Linked DNA regions of Rattus norvegicus: region 2 is linked to region 1. A link is a contact called in public Hi-C data. All regions are on one chromosome and are shown on one strand. The core of a region is the stretch at or near the end of the contact, and the rest is flanking DNA. Distances in the headings are between cores, read along the strand shown.

Evidence for each region. A called contact is a pair of places that touch in the nucleus more often than the background predicts.
Region 2: a Hi-C map of prefrontal cortex shows a contact between it and region 1, with 5 times the contacts expected there. The contact joins the promoter of Hapln1 here to the promoter of Edil3 in region 1. A contact is called at or near these places in 4 of 12 Hi-C or Micro-C datasets (the A7r5 cell line, frontal cortex, liver and 1 more) and 1 of 1 datasets of contacts at active chromatin or transcription factors (oligodendrocytes).

Annotation. Positions count from the first base shown.
Region 1 is chr2:21,623,932-21,628,227 of GRCr8, reverse strand. It overlaps Edil3 (EGF like repeats and discoidin domains 3), which reads right to left and starts at 2,491. Exons shown (of 11, transcript NM_001427434.1): 1 at 1,927-2,491. The coding sequence starts at 1,990.
Region 2 is chr2:22,364,390-22,368,685 of GRCr8, reverse strand. It overlaps Hapln1 (hyaluronan and proteoglycan link protein 1), which reads right to left and starts at 1,719. Exons shown (of 5, transcript NM_019189.2): 1 at 1,671-1,719.

The sequences.
Region 1 (4,296 bases), core at 1,242-3,741:
AGAGCTCAAGGCAGCTGCAATATTTTTTGCCCAGGCTCTAGCAACTACAAGTCTTCTGGCCAGCGCAGTCACTCACTAGATCCTCTAGCTTTCCAGTCACCTTTGTTAAGGGTCACTTAGTGGCAGTTACGGAGTAGGTGCTTGTGAGTGCACCCATGAGCGTGTGTGTGTGTGTGTGTGTGTGTGTGTGTGTGTGTGTGTGTGTGTCCGCGTGCGTCTGCATTTGTGTGTGTGTGTGTGTGTGTGTGTCCGCGCGCGCGCGCTCGTGATCGCGCGTCAGTGTATGTGTATGTTCCTATTTGGGGTGGGAACGGAGGCGGGGATAGGAGGAGAGAGGAGTGCCTGTGGTTCTTACAGTTAGTTCCCTTCCAGCTAAGGCATCCAAGTGCAGAAGGAATCCAGACCAGAAATAAAAGAAACAGGAAATATCAGCTTTGGAAGCCCGGTTCTTTTCCTTAACACTGGAGACTAAGGCAACCCACTCCGAAAACATTTCCATATGCTAACCTTCAGTGGAGTGACTGCCTCTGTGAGGCAACAATCAGAGCAGGTTTGAAAACCAGAAGCGAAAAACAGATCCCACCCCTCACACCTACAACCATGGAAAAAGTCACATCCTAGGGAGCTGAGAAGACCTGAACTACCCACCACTTCTAGTCCCAAAGCGATGGTATCTGGCTAAAACTCAGGTTTCTGGAGGACAGTCCCCGAACAGCCCATCCTCTGAAGCACATACATAGGTGGTGAATATGTGTAGTGTAGAGTATCCATGAAATGCCTACTCTAATCTCAAATGGATTCGAGTCAACACATTTTTTATTCCAAATACTTCTAGAGCCACAGCGTGACAAAACCTTGTGGCTTATTCAGCTCTCTACTCACTGCTGCTGTCTGTTGAGGATTCTAGTACATTTCTCTCAGAAGGGCCTTCTGAATTCATAAACGCAGAGAGGGTACAGACACCCAATATCTTGAAACCCCTTCTCTTCCTGGCTCCAATTCAGTACCTGCTGGTATGCAGACAAAGGTTTCCGACCAGGTTTTATATTGACAAAGCCTAATCTCTCAGAGGATCTGAAAGTCACCTAAACAACTCAGCAAGAGACTCACTGTAATCCTATATATTTTTTTAATGTTTTGTTTTGTATGCTTGATTTTTTTTTTTTTTTTATTTACATGCAAACCCTGAAAGGCTCAGGTAGAGCAGCCGGAACAACTTTTTGGCTCCTGGGCCAGGGGCGCATGAAGGTTGGTTTGCATATCACAGCCATCTATTACCAAGAGTTATGGTCTTACCCAGAGGGAGTGCACAATAATGCTCAGGCCCCCTGGGGTTAGAGACGGGGAGGGTTGTTTGAGCTGTTGTAATTGAAGTCACGCGCCCAAGGGGAGGGTTGGGAGAAAGCTAACGACTTAGAAGACCTCTCTCTCTTTCTCATTGGCAGCACAAACTCTCAATATCGGGTCCAGGTTGACAGACCCCTTAGCCCCCGCCCTGCACCAAAGCCTGCATCCAGCTTACCGCCCGGTGGTTATCTAGGTTGTTCTGACACCAATTAGATGGTGGCCCGGCCCGGTACACTTAGCTCTGTCGGGTCTCTATTACAGCCCTGTCCACTGTCATCGGCCAACAACATTTATGTTCGCGCAGGGAATCAGTGGCAAAAAATAAAGCCTAGGAACACAACCCCTTCAAACCCCTCAACCGTCTTATTTTCTAGATCGCACCCTCTTCCCAGGCTCAGCCTGGGGCACTCCACTCGGACTTTGCTAGCACTTTGGCTGGGTATCCAGGGAGCATCGCCTCCTCCGTAGCGCTCCTCACGCCGGGCACGCACTGAGGACCCACTGTGGCCCCTTGAGCGGCATTTCCAAAGCTGCTCCCCGCCCGTCCCTCATCCAGGGACCCCTGCCCAGCCACCTCACCTTTGACGAACTGGGGCACACCGAGGAGTCCAACCAAAAGCCAGGCTGCTACCAAGTGCTTCATGATCCTTCTCCCGGACGTGACCCGGGTTGGTCCGGGGTCGTAGCGGAGGGCACTGTAGGCTAGGTGTCCCTGCAGGACAGCAGTAAACCCCGCCCTGTCAGAGATTCAAGAGGACGTCTTCCTCCTGCAGCGCTTCCTCAAACAAATTCTTGGGAAGGGCGATAAAGAGTGATGGCCCTAGAGAAAGGGTGACTCCCCCCCTCACCCCAGCTTCGCTTGCGCTGGGATGCGCGGAGGTGGGTGCGCTTGAGATAGGCTGGGGCTGCAAGTGGGTCTTAGCAGAGGCACAGCGGGCGGAGCGCCGGCTCCCTGGGTTCCTGGCTCCCCGATTTTCGTGCGCGCACCGCAGGCGAAGCGGCCAGCAGCGACTATGGCTCACGCTGCTGCCGCCGCGGCTGCGGGGCTTCTGACTTGGAGAACAATGAAGCGTGAGCTGGAGGGGAGCGAGCCTGAGGCCAAGAGCGCACTGTGTACAAACAGTGGCGGCGCGCGTGTGAGACTGAGCCTAGCAGGCTGGCTTTGGGCTCCCCCGGCACCCGCCCCCCTGTCCTCCCTCTTCTTATTATTGCCTTCCCCAATTTCCTCTCTCTCTCTCTCTCTCTCTCTCTCTCTCTCTCTCTCTCTCTCTCTCTCTCTCTCTCTCTCTTTCTCTCTCTCTCTCTCTCCCTCCCCTCCCCTCCCCTCCCCTCCCCTCCCCTCCCCTTTCCCCTCTCCCCCAGCTTTGGAAGGTGGCTCCTTCTGCTGGAAGAGAAAGGGAGCCAGCAGCAGCCACACCCTGCCTGATACCTGCCGCTGTCTGCTAAGTTCCAGACCCTCTGCACCTCTGATAGGAACTCTAAGGTTAGGGGAATACGATAGATGTTTGAAAGTGTTGATTCCCGGCTTGGTTTTATAGCTAAGTATACAAGAGTCCAATGAACTTCGGGACTGCAGGAAAATAAGTTAAGGGATTTTACAAAGTGGCTACAGGAGTCTCAAGCTTGGTGAGATCCAACACTGCTAAGTCTTCCGATTTCTCAGGAATCACGATTTAGTCAGGAGTCACACTCTAAACAGGCAAGACAGGCTGCTGCTCTGTTGTTCTGTCTGCAAATCAGTTTGCTCAGGACTGAAGAGGAAGACTGTGGGCTCATCTGCTCCCAGTGAGGAAAGGGCAAAAGCAAGTAGGAGGCATGTAAGCAGGACATCTGTTTCACATGAGAGAAGTCTTAGAAAAACAGAGGAAAAAGCAGATTCTTGACACATCACTCAGGTGGATCAAATTTCGCTGCTCCTCACCAAAACTAAAATAAATCGGCTTATTTTGCACTGAAAGTGATTGAACTGAAAATACAACCCCTGGCTTACCATTGTGCTTTCTCCTGTTTTTCAGTTAGCATGATTGCTTACTGTAGATTCAATTCCTGTGGTAGCAAGTACCAAAATGAAACAGGGTTCTCTGCCATCCCCAAGTCTCCGTTAGGAGGGGAGATAGGAGCACACAAACACATTCATAGAGAAACTGAAGCAATGAAGAAAATAGTCCCTCTTGGGGTTAGATGCTGAAAGGGGACAACCATGAAACTTCCCCTTCATTTCTTCAAGTCCTTGGAACCTCATCTTGTACCAGCTTTCTGGTGTTTGGAGTGAAATCAAGGGTGGGAGGAGATGGAAAACAATTGGAAAATAAAACCAAATGAAGGATAGGGAGAGGTAATGTGTAATATGGGCAAAACGCCAACCACAAAAACCATGTTTCTCATGCTGAGTGAAAGGGTGGCGATACATGTTTAAAAAAATTGTCTTGCCAAGGAAAAGAAGAGTCACTTTCTTGTTGAACTTTGATGCTTAAACCCAGCCCTGTTGGATCAGAATAGTACGGTTTAGAGTTGTAATCAATTACAACGTTGCTTCCTTTTTTAAAATGTTTATTTATTTTAGGTGAGCACACTGCCACTATCCTTAGACACCCTAGAAGAGGGCATAGAATCCAATTACAGATGTTTGTGAGCACCCATGTGGTTGCTGGGAATTGAACTCAAGAACCCTCTGGAAGAGCAGCCAGTGCTCTTAACCACTGAGCCATCTCTCCAGCCTGTCAATGTTGCTTCCTTGTACATCACTATCCTTTAACTCCCAAAGTGCACTCATGCTGTGACATGTGGTTTACAAAGATCTTCTTTGACTTGGGAAATGACAACTCACCTTTTAGGGATTCTTTCTAAAGAATTTTGGCAAATCTTAAAAGCAGAACCTGAATTTGCTCTGCATGATGAGATAGCCAATGGGAGACAGTAGGATAAAAAATGTATTTGCTTTATTTTACT
Region 2 (4,296 bases), core at 470-2,969, 740 kb before region 1:
CCATCTCCTGAATATGGTCTGTGTTCATCTTTATGAAGATGAAGACAGTCTTTAGGAAACACTAGTACGTCACACCCACAACCCTAAAAGAGAGGACTGTTCAAAAACCTATCCACTGTAAGGTATTTTTCTGTATACCCAGAATGTATTTATACTGGATGCATTTCTTGCTCCCAAAGGAAGGAAAATGAACTGAAACCACCAGGGACATAATGAATCGATTCTTCTCTGTGAAGGTTTCCTCAGCATTTCTAAATTAGTGTCAGTCATTCCTCTCAGAGACAGAGCCTTGTTAGAAGTAAATGGCTCACTTCATAAGAACACCATGTTCCCCTCTCACAGAAAGCCAGGGCCCACTGGGCACTCCTGTTTGAAATACTGGCCTCTGGGTGGGTTCTTCCCATCGACCACTGGTCTTCTTACCTGAGGCTATTCATACATATTCATATATATTATGTATGAATATATATCACATATACATATAAACTTGCTAGTCGAGACTCTTTAGGCAAACATTCTGTTTGATTAAATAAAATTAAGATGCTCTCATTCAAATAAATAAATAGATTCCTGATGATATATTTTTATTAGATAATAATTCTACTCTATTATTAAAATGTGTATAACATTACTCAAAACTTAGCATACTGAAATAATCAAATAAAAATTGCTACCAGAAACTACATTTGGAATGAATAAATATTACATTTACTAGAAAATTAATTCACAGACTTTATTTCTTAATAACCGTTAGGTTCTAAGCAGCCAGCTAATATATTTGATTTTATGACATCACACTGGACCACTTACAGGGACATTTTCCACCCTCAAACTCTCCCCAAATGTACTGGCTACTTTGTGTACTTTTCCAGTGATAAATGAAAGTAAAACAGCTTATTTTCAAAGGAACAGACTGTGTTATTTGGACACAACAGGCATATTCAACAGAAGAGAGCAGCTTAGTCTAACCCTAGGAGTTTAGGTTTGCTTTCCTTAATGGCTTCAAAGTACAAATAACTCCTTTAGACAACTTTTTAAAAAGTGCTCTTAACAGCTGTTACTTGAAATATTTTTAGGACATTGATATCGGCCATTGACATCATTCTCTACCAAAAAACAGGGCATCATAATTATCTGTTCTTAATTTTAAAATTACCTAGAGAGACCTAGGCAGAGTATGACGTTCCAAAGGTTGTTAATCTAACATGCATTTTCTCTGACTGAAGTAACCTTCTTTTTCACATAAACCTATATATCCCCTAAGACAGAAGTCATAACTCTGGGATGGACATTTCTATTTCACAGCTCTCCTCCATCCTGTACTACCCTTCTCTCATCTCGGCTGCTATGAAACTGCTTGTTGAAATACAGATGGAAAAGCCAGCATTTGGACCAGCGTGCCCCTCAGATTCATAGCAGCAGTTGCAAACGCTAGGAAATCTTGAGTTAATTCTTTCTTCGAGTCTAGACGGAACCTGTTTGTTGCAATGATATTTTATGACAGTAAAGTTTAAAAAGTGGAGATGCTATGTTGTATATAGACTGAAGAAAGCGATACAATTTGTTTACATACAAACATTATATGTGCAATGCTATGAAATATATAAAGCACCAAGCTACCTCTGAATGAGGGAGGAAGACCCACCAAACAGAAATGATGGAAGTTTTACCTTGTCCTGAATTCCAGTTCAGAAGCTTCGAGTCCCACTTAGCTGGGAGTTGGAGATGGAGTGAAGCTAATGCTCCTCCTGACCTTAAGTTTGTCTCTGGGCGAGTGCGGTGTGGGTGTGGGTGTGGGTGTGCGCGTGTGTGTTCGAGCGCGTGTGTGCAGAATGTCTCTTTGTGGTGCTGGATGGCAGAGGTCCTGATCCGAGGATGAAGGAGGCACTTCTCACCAAGAGCAGAAGAAAAGCAAAGCGTCACCAGGAGACTTCTCCTCCCAGATCCTCTAATTACAGCCTAACTGCACTCCATGCAAACTTCAGGGGGGGAAGGGAGGGGCAGCTCTGTGCCCAGACCTTGTAAAACAGCAGTCTCTTAGATGACTCGCTCTGCTCAGATCCGGAGGATTCAGCTCTGGAGTTCAGGAAAAGCGGCAGGCCCAACCACAAGCCCCCACCCACACCATACCCTCTGCTCTCTGTCTACTCCACAGGAGATGCTGTGAGGGGTCTGCGGGATGACTTGTAGCCTCTACTGACTCCCCTACACAGTTGTCACCTTGTAGTTATAGTATTTTCTTAGAAGGAAAATTCAAGCCTGGAAGAGAGAGGTCTTTCTCCTATAGACAAGTAGAACAACAGAGAACCAAACTTTTACCCAAATTGCTTGTTCTGCCCCAATTGTTGGCTGCGGGGAATCAGTATCAATGTTGGATTAAATCTCCTTTAATCCACAACTGCTATTGTGTCCTTAGATGATAGCGCCTAAGAACCTGAGTTTATTTATAGAGTGAGGAATGCAAGGGGGAGTCTGGGTGGGTGGGACTGGGTTATAGATCCACACTCAGTATTAGAACCAGATGTCACAGGACTAGGGCGCGCGCGAGCACACACACACACACACACACACACACACACACACACACACACACACACACACTTAAAATAACTACTGGGGAAGATGCTGGGACACGCGGGTAAACGCCTCCTGAACAAATAGACATTTATTTATAACTCGAGGGAGAGTATATAGGTCCATTGATTCCTGCCTTGAGCAGCCAAAGGGTTTGGAGAGGAAACGGCTTCGCATTTCAATAACAGAGCCACCTTTGATTGGGCCTAGGAAAGGCGGAAAAGAAAGTAACACACAGCAGGAAGCAAGGGGCTGCTGAAGGAGGGAACTGATCTGGCCTCTGGGTGGAGGACGAGCAAACAAGCTCTAGGGCCCCACGGGCCGGGAGGCAGGCGGAGAGAGCCACCGCCTGAGAGCTGGTGTAGAATGATGGGGCCCTGGGCAGCATCTCCGCGGTCCCTGTAGGCGGCTCGTCACTGCGGGGACCACAGCTCTGGAGGGGAGGGGCGCGGGCGTGTGTAGGGACCAGGGACAGAGAGACTGGTGGCCCCAGACTCTTGGCAGATAAGCCAGGGAGGCAGGCTGGCTAGAGGGCGATTGGGGACTCTGGGTCGGGTAGGTGACAGGCAGAGGCGCTACTGGTGGCGGAGGCTGAAGATCTGAGTCCTTTGGCTGGCGGAGAGCGGCGCTACCGTCTTAGAGATAAAGCTCAAATGGAGCGCTGTGGTCAGGACTCCAGAGGGAGGCAGGGAAAGCAGCGGTGGCGGTGTGGTGGCAGAGGGGTAACCTCACGGTGGGGCATATTCTTTCCACCTTTTGTGTAAGCTGTCTCAGAGGTCTTGCTTACATGAGTGCACCGCACTGACTCCCACCTCGCCTTAACATTGGGTCTTTGGGGATTTAGGTGTATGTGGGATAGACTTTATTTCTCCATTTCATTTTTATTTTGTAAATACAAAGCATGTGTCTAAGAAAAGACAATTAGATTTGACAAAGGAAAGCCGTTATTCAACAGGCAACCACATACCTTTCTTGCATCCCGAAATCTGGGCAAAATGCTTGCCTTCCTTTTATTGTGTTTCTCCAACCAGGGAAGAGGCTATAAGTTTTGCAGGTTTATGTCAATCATTTGGTGATTCCTAAGACAGCTGGTATTTAAAGTCCCACATTAACTGCCAATAAAAATAAAGCACAACTCTGTTTCTCAGCTAAGAAGACTATATGCAATTTCTTGAAAATGATCAGGGTAGTCGGAATTTTAGAAAGCGTAGAAGAATTAGACTTAAAAGCAAATACAGTACAATTTTTATATTAAAGCACCATAAAGGTGGTAAGGCTGCTGTGGTGAGTGGGCATGAAATTGTATAAAGAGAGTTTAAATACTACCCTTGCTCCTTCAGATTAAAACCGTAATTTCATGCAGTTGCCTGGGAAGTAAATCAGATAGGATGGTTCAGGATAGCTTGTTTTCTCTCTCTCTCTCTCTCTCTCTCTCTCTCTCTCTCTCTCTCTCTCTCTCCCCTTCCTTCCCCCCTCTTTCTCTCTCTCTCTGTGTGTGTGTGTGTGTGTGTGTTCTATTGTATATACACTTATTTCAACACTGTATTGGGCAATTTCAGTCATTCTTGTCTTATTACTTATAATAGATGATGTTTCATTTTGCAGATTAGCCACACCATTCTAAGTAACACTAGAAATCATTCTTTCAGTGTTCAGTATTTCAGGTATGGCCTCAGCAATTTGAGATAGGTTTTGGGGAATGAAGGAAGGCCGCTTAACTCT